Linked DNA regions of Gossypium hirsutum: region 2 is linked to region 1. The links are chromatin contacts, called in public Hi-C maps. All regions are on one chromosome and are shown on one strand. The core of a region is the stretch at or near the end of the contact, and the rest is flanking DNA. Distances in the headings are between cores, read along the strand shown. Region 1 has its middle 11 kb from the start of LOC121225052. Region 2 holds the start of LOC107920271 (WPP domain-interacting tail-anchored protein 2).

The links. A called contact is a pair of places that touch in the nucleus more often than the background predicts.
Region 2: a contact with region 1 is called in a Hi-C map of leaf, with 2.1 times the contacts expected there. The contact joins the promoter of LOC107920271 here to the enhancer-like site in region 1. A contact is called at or near these places in 3 of 34 Hi-C or Micro-C datasets (leaf and seedling).

What each region holds. Positions count from the first base shown.
Region 1 is chrD13:18,949,610-18,953,187 of Gossypium_hirsutum_v2.1, reverse strand. No RefSeq gene overlaps it. Among protein-coding and RNA genes, the nearest start is that of LOC121225052, 11 kb to the left of the region's middle. Within about 2 kb of position 1,592, at least 4 of the 9 cell types and tissues checked have an H3K27ac peak or open chromatin away from gene starts, as enhancers often do. A contact at or near this core is called in leaf, where this site is marked.
Region 2 is chrD13:19,116,056-19,119,561 of Gossypium_hirsutum_v2.1, reverse strand. LOC107920271 (WPP domain-interacting tail-anchored protein 2) reads right to left here and starts at 1,665. Exons shown (of 5, transcript XM_016849886.2): 1 at 328-1,665; 2 at 1-244. The coding sequence starts at 868.

The sequences.
Region 1 (3,578 bases), core at 343-2,842:
CTGAATTATAGTAGATCAAACTCCCCCACACTTAAGTCATTGCTTCCCTCAAGCAAAACAAACAAAAACAACTAATGAAAAGACGACCCTTGAGTCAGTATGGTACAAATGTTGGTTTGGAACACATGAATAAACATAAAACATATCATATTTACACATAATCAAGCACGAAAGTAGTTTTGTACATCATATTGTCCCCTATTCTCCCCCTTAGTGACCCTTTTCCCACTCACCGCCTTCTCTCTCCTTCCCTGACCTTTCTTATGTCTCTTTATAGGAAATCTCAGCATCATATAGTAACTACGACTAGCTCACGCATTTTCGTGCATTAATGAGCAATTTTTTCTATTGTTGTTACTTTGTCACTTTTCTTTCTTTTTCACAGCACCTCACTCACAAATGCTTTTATTTTTCACGTACTTTTCCTACTCGCTTAATTTCCTCCTTTTTGATTTTTTTCTTTTTGCACTTTTAAGCTAACCTATAATCACCATAGTACACTGATCTTTCTTATCACTCTGTTTTTACAAAACCACCGTAATGTCTCTACTTAATCCTCAATATGTATGGTCAAACGTCTATAATCATGCAGTTTACGACCAAAGAAAAGGGTAAGCACAAATTATCATTTTTAGCTTGGGTTTTATATAGAGGTTCATTAAGAAGTGTTTTTTGGCTCAAGATAGGTACTAAGGATGAATAAATAGGGTTAGGTTTTTAGGTTTAGGTGTATACCAAACGATGCCTTAGGTTATCCCTAGGTATCTCAATATTCACAAATTTAGTCAACCAAACAATCACAAATTCAATAATTTATCATTCATACTAGCATGATTGTTTCCTTATATTCTCTATACCATTTGGGACATTCAATTGCTTAATGCCTATTCACAGTGTAATATATAGAATTTAATAATCTAATAATCAAATATTTAAAATCACCTATCATGATACCAAATTTACCTTAAATACTATCAACCTATGTATATGCTCATTAATCAATCACTTGTATTTCTACAAGCTCAAGCACACAATTAACAAGAAAAAAATCAAAGAAAAGCATAAAAATTTAAAACAAATTTTCTATGTTACCCTCCACACTTTAGATAACACATTGTCCTCAATGTGTAGCCTCTATAAAGATAAGGTAAGAAGTTACCCAATTGATCGAGATAGTTCTACAGACTATTAATGGGTTCCTCCCCCTTTGATCGTTGCAAGATTAGAATCGTTCTGCTTCTTCATGTGAGGTTCCTACACAGAAAATTCTAAATATTGCAGAAAGTCAAACAAAAATCTCTTGTTACTCCTACTTCTAAAAAAAACTAAGGTTTATCCAAGTTAATACAATCCCATAATTGAAAAATGAAAAATCTAGTTTAATCATCATTCGAATCATCAAAATAGGGCAATTGCCCCCTCACCATCGGTGCTTTTCCTTTTCCCGACCCATATTCATTATGGGAAGTCCCTCTCGTCGAAGGTGCATGTTTGGTTGGGCTTCGGATGATGGGCCCTTTTGGTGTGGAGTATTGTGGCTGAAATACTACTTCATACTCGTCCATATTCCTCTAGAGATACTAGTCTTCTATCTCATCTTTCCTCTTCATCAATATAATAGATTTGTGTTGGACCGAACATGTCTGGCGGATAATTCAATGCTCTTAATCCATTCATTTGGGAAAATTCTTGAAGTATTGGGCCCGTCTCCTGCATCCATCTGATCATTCCATAAATTTTTTCTTCGATGCTCCCACTTGCCCCTTTCCGATATTTCAATTTTTCAATTTTTCCTTCCACTTTAGTGACATCGAAATATCCATATTTTCTTTCCTCTGGTTTCAATCAATAAATTGCTTCCTCTGAAGCTCAAAATATTGTTTATATAGTGAATCTCCAATTATACTCTTTTTTGGCTTCATAAACTGCTCATTTTCTCCCATTGGAACTTCTGCTTCTCGACACAATGTTGTCACGAGGTGAGGAAAGAAAAGCCCAGCTTTTTGGCTTTTCACACAGCACCTCATCTCACAATAAATCCACTTGTCCACACATATTTGCTTTCATTACAAAATACCATACAAAAGAATGGATCGAAAAGTATTAACGTTAGAAACATTCAACGTGGGTGCAATTCTAGTACCTATGAATTTCATCCACATTTTCACTACTGGAAACATTATTGCTTGACTAAAATTAGTTGGTAAGGTTGTAACCGGCTTATAATTCCATGTACCTCTACCCTAAGTTAAATATTTAACAACATCTTCCATTTCTATATTCTCAAATGTATTCAAATCAGTGTTATCAAGGAAGTCTTTGCCATAGTAGGTGTTAAGTTAAATTTTGAGCTTAATTTATTCAGCTAAATTATTTAAATTGTTGATTAATCTTTTGATCAATTAATTTATAATTCAGCCTAAATTGATTAAGTACATCCATGCCGTAATAATTTAATTTCGCTCCAATTCAACAATTTAATGTTAATTTTAATTCATGCGCAGGTAAAGGACATTTTGATGTCCGTATGGGCTCCATTTAGAATTTAATTTGCATGAATAAAGCTGCTGGATGAGGATGATCATATGCTGGTTTTGAAGAAATTAAATTGGCATTGGGACAAAAGAAGAAAATTCGGTCCAATAGAAGTGCAGCAGACCGAATGTGCAGCAAAATAAGCAAAGGATTTATTTAATTTCCCTCTTGGAGTGGTGACCGAATTTAATTAAAGTTAAATGATCCTGTTCAGCTTTAAGAAGTAAAATTGAAATGACACTCTAAGTGAGTTGGAGCTATTTTTATGCGAAAGGATAAGAAGAATGAGCAGGTCAAATTTTGAATATTCCATTAAAAAAGGGGCGTTCAGCAGCTTAAAAGGGGGAGTCGAAAACAGAAGAGCAGGGGGTACTTGGCACTCGAGCAAGGAAAGGGAAAAAATCTCAAATTGAACCAGCAAAAGTCGATCCAGTCTCTGGAATAGCAGCCCGAAATTTCAACTAATCGAGAGGAGGGAAGCCCGACGATTTGAGGAATTTTCCTTTCAAAGACTCAGTTTGTAATTCATGTTGCTTACAACTAATATTTGTTTTGTTTTACTTGCTATGAGTGGCTAATTTACTTAAGCTTAGTTAGACACTTATGAAACCTAGCACGAGAAATTTGAAGATTTATTTTGTTTTAAAATCAAATTTGGCATTCTTGAGTTGCTCGTTTTATCGTTCAAGGATTTTTTCTAAATCAACTAGATTGATCACCTATTTAATTTAGGAATTTTCTTATAATCATCTAAGTGCAAATTGGGTAATCAAATTTCTTAATTGGACTTAGAGTTGGTGATGATTAATTGGTCTGCAGCTAATTAGAGCGACTACAGATTTAATTTTAGAAGCAGCTAGAGGATTTTTCTTTGATTAACGCAAAGTGAAGTCTCTAAAATACTAAATGCACCTTTAATTAGTTAACAAAGAAATAATTAAAGGTAGATTTTCAATTAAGAATGTTCTCTAATTGAATAAAATATGCTAGGGATAGGAAGTCGCTTCGTAAGTGATTTTTCACCCTTGCTGCCGAGTTAGTCT
Region 2 (3,506 bases), core at 416-2,915, 170 kb before region 1:
ACAACTTCTGCTGCCTCTTCCATGCGAAGAGCGACTTGTTCAGTATGATGTAGCTTTAGTTTTAACGATTCTTCATTTTGTCCGGACTCTAATAATTTATTTTCAAGCTCTAGCTCCCTCGCAAGTGATTTGTCAAGCATCCTCAGAATTTGTCTTTGTTGTTCAACGGTCAGTACTTTGGATTTCCCGATGATGTTTGATAGCTGATATTGCTCAGATACATCCATGGCCTCATCATTAGTCCCTATTCATAAGCATATGTTAGGGTAAGTATAGTTTTTGTGCACTGTTAATTATGTTAAGTGATAAAATCGAACTTGGACTTACAGTTCTCATGTTTGAAATATGGAAAGGAAGCTTGCAGCTTGGTTGACAGCAACTTCACCTCCAAGACAATCCCTTGACACCTTTTCAGGGATTCTTCAGAATCATGTAGCTTCTTATCCATTTTTTCAGATAGTGCTCCCAAAGGTACGCACGAAGATGTTTTACGACGAGCATCAACAATCTCTGACTGAACGGCACTCAAGAAAGTTTCCACTTCCCTTAACTCAGAATCTAAAATTCCACATAAAAGGTCAAATACCAAAGCCTTCTCAATGAACTGAGCCGAAATATCACAACTCCCATACGCCATCTCTTCGGGATCCTTGTCCCAACCCAGAAGAAACATCAACAGTACATGCAAATTTACCAGTTTCTCATTACAACAAGCCAAATCCAAGTCAATTCTGTCCAAATTGGCACCCAACATTTCTTGGATGCCCTCTCCAGTTGATAAGGCCTCTTCATGAAACTGAACTGCATTTGACTCTGGGTTTCCCATATGCATATACTTTTCATCAACATTGAATTCATTCATTTCCATGGCTCAATTCTTGGTTTAGGTAACTGAGAGGCAAAGGATGGATAAGAAAAAGCCAGTTCAGATCTTTCTCAGCCACAAATTTAGGGTTCTATCAAAACAGTCTGCAGTTAAATTCAACTATAGAGAGAACTCATCAATGCAAATCAACCATAAAACACCACAACCAATCAGATTTATCAACCATAAAATTGACCAACCCTAATCATTACAAAACCTTAAAAATCCCCAATGGAATATTCATCAATTTAACAAAGACTTGACACTTGAACTCCACAACAAGATTCAGATGAAAAGCCAACAAAACTTTATATAAAACTCAATTCAACCTTCAGTTCACCAATACTTCCAGCAACATTAAAGTCAAGCAGTCATCAAAAGACACAAAGCCAACACTGTCATAAACTTCCCACAATAAATGAACATGCATGAATAACATAACAAGAAAAAATAGACAAAGTACTATGTAGAGAGTTAAAGTTGAGAACAAGAATAATTTTTTTGCAAGGAAGACAAGAAATGAGGTGAAAAAGATGGTTACCTGAGAGCAAAATCTAGATGGGTTTTTGATAATTCTTGGAAAAAAAGAAAATTAAAGGGATCAACCAAGAAGAAAAGTCAACTGACACTTTTTAACAACGACCTGTTATGTTCATAAAACCGTTGATGTTCACTGATCTGTCTGTTACAAAAAATGGATGTACTAGTAAATAACAAGTCAATTGGGAACGAGAGTAGGTGATCTTAGAGAGGGAGAAATGAGGGTGGTGGTTCATGGTGGGGCGCACTTTAGCAACCACCGGGCTCCATGGGGACCTACGTTGAATTATTGAGATGCCATAAAAGAACAATGTAAAAGTTTATCATATGACCTACTACAAGCACAAAAGTTATAATTATAATCAAAATTATTACAATTTGGATTTTAATTAAGTATTATAATATAAAATTTAGGGACATAACAACTGGATTTGATGAAATGAACCATATCCAATGGGGTTAAATATTATACCGTATTTTCTTTGCATGGGAAGGATTATTCAGATTTAAACCGGATATTTAATATGAATAAAAATTTAGATTAATGGTCACTAAAAATTTAGATTTAAACTGGATATTGTGGAAAGGAAAGGTAGTCATGTGACATTATCACATTTATACTGAAACTGAGATTATGAAATAAAGAGAAAGGGGGGGGGGTAGATAGATAACTTGGCCAAGCAAACGACAAGTTCCCCTGTCTTTAGCCATATGGGAATCATTAATATAGTCCATCCATGTCATAAACAATTGAGTGGTTTATTGTCGGTTTATTTTTAATTTTAATAACCACATTTTATATGAAAAAAGACCTAAAGTTTTTTAGGATCTTCTAATATTTCAAAATTTAAAATGGTTTGAAGTTTAGCCATTAATTTAGAATTTATTAACTTATCCAATTAACTATAAAATTGCAAGTATCATCATAAGAAATTATTAGTATACTTGTAAACAATTACAATACACAAATCTAGACGAAAATAACAATAAATTTAGATAGCATCCACTCCTAAAAAAGTTTAAAAATTTTAATATTATCATTAAAGCAAGATCTTCCTACTATTTTATTTTATTTTTCTCAATTTTCAATTTTCAATTTTACCAAATTGACTTTGATGTTAATTATAATTACTAAAGCGAGTTAATCTTCTGTTTTTAATTGAGATTTTCTTTATTCATTTATTCTCTTCTAGTTATTTTATTTTTTGGGTAACATTAATTTTAATATTCTTATTTATCGTAATATGATTTTTGGTGATTACTATTTAGACATATTATTGTAGAATTAATTTTTAGATTTGATTCAATCTCCTTTGAGTACGATCCTCGAAATACTTATTGATGTTCCGTTCTAACACAAAACTATATTACAATTTGACCTGTTCGCTTACAAATATCACACTTATTTTCTATATTTTTATTTGTACAATTTTACTTTAAACGTTCGCACGTTTGGAGACTGTCACTCTCATTGGGCTAGCTCGTTGCGACGTTAGGGAGACCACGTTGGGATGTGGGTAGCTTGTCGGGACGTTGTTCACTATTTTGACCTTCCTACGTTCGAAATTTCACTTTCTTTGACCCTTTGACTCACCCACTTCCCGAGCTTAGCAAACATTGTAGAAAACACGAGAAAACACCTAAATTAAGACTTTAAATAAATAAAAAAAAATGGCAAATAAAATTTAGATTTAACAGAAATTTAAACAAGAAGCCCTTTTCCAAACTCGGGACACTCCATATCGCCATGGAAGAAGAACTTCCAACTGGTTCTCAACACTTTGATTTGGCGTTTGTTCCCTTGTTGGTGTATTTGAACCAGCGACTTCGGTTGATTCCAATGTTGTTGTCTTATTTTTTACTGTCTTGACATCCATATTACAAGCCATTTAGTACCAAATTCGAGCCAACCCCAAATTGTTTTTCGGGGTATTACTGCCTCAAGATTCCTCATCTCCATGTTGCGTGAAATTTCAATTGCTTGAGCTTTTCCTCTATCGTTGAATGAGAATGAAACAGACTCTTTGGCCTCTTCAGTTGGCATCTCTCCAACTATGGCTAGAAAGTGTATTGGCTTCTTTACACTTTCACTCAGAATTAG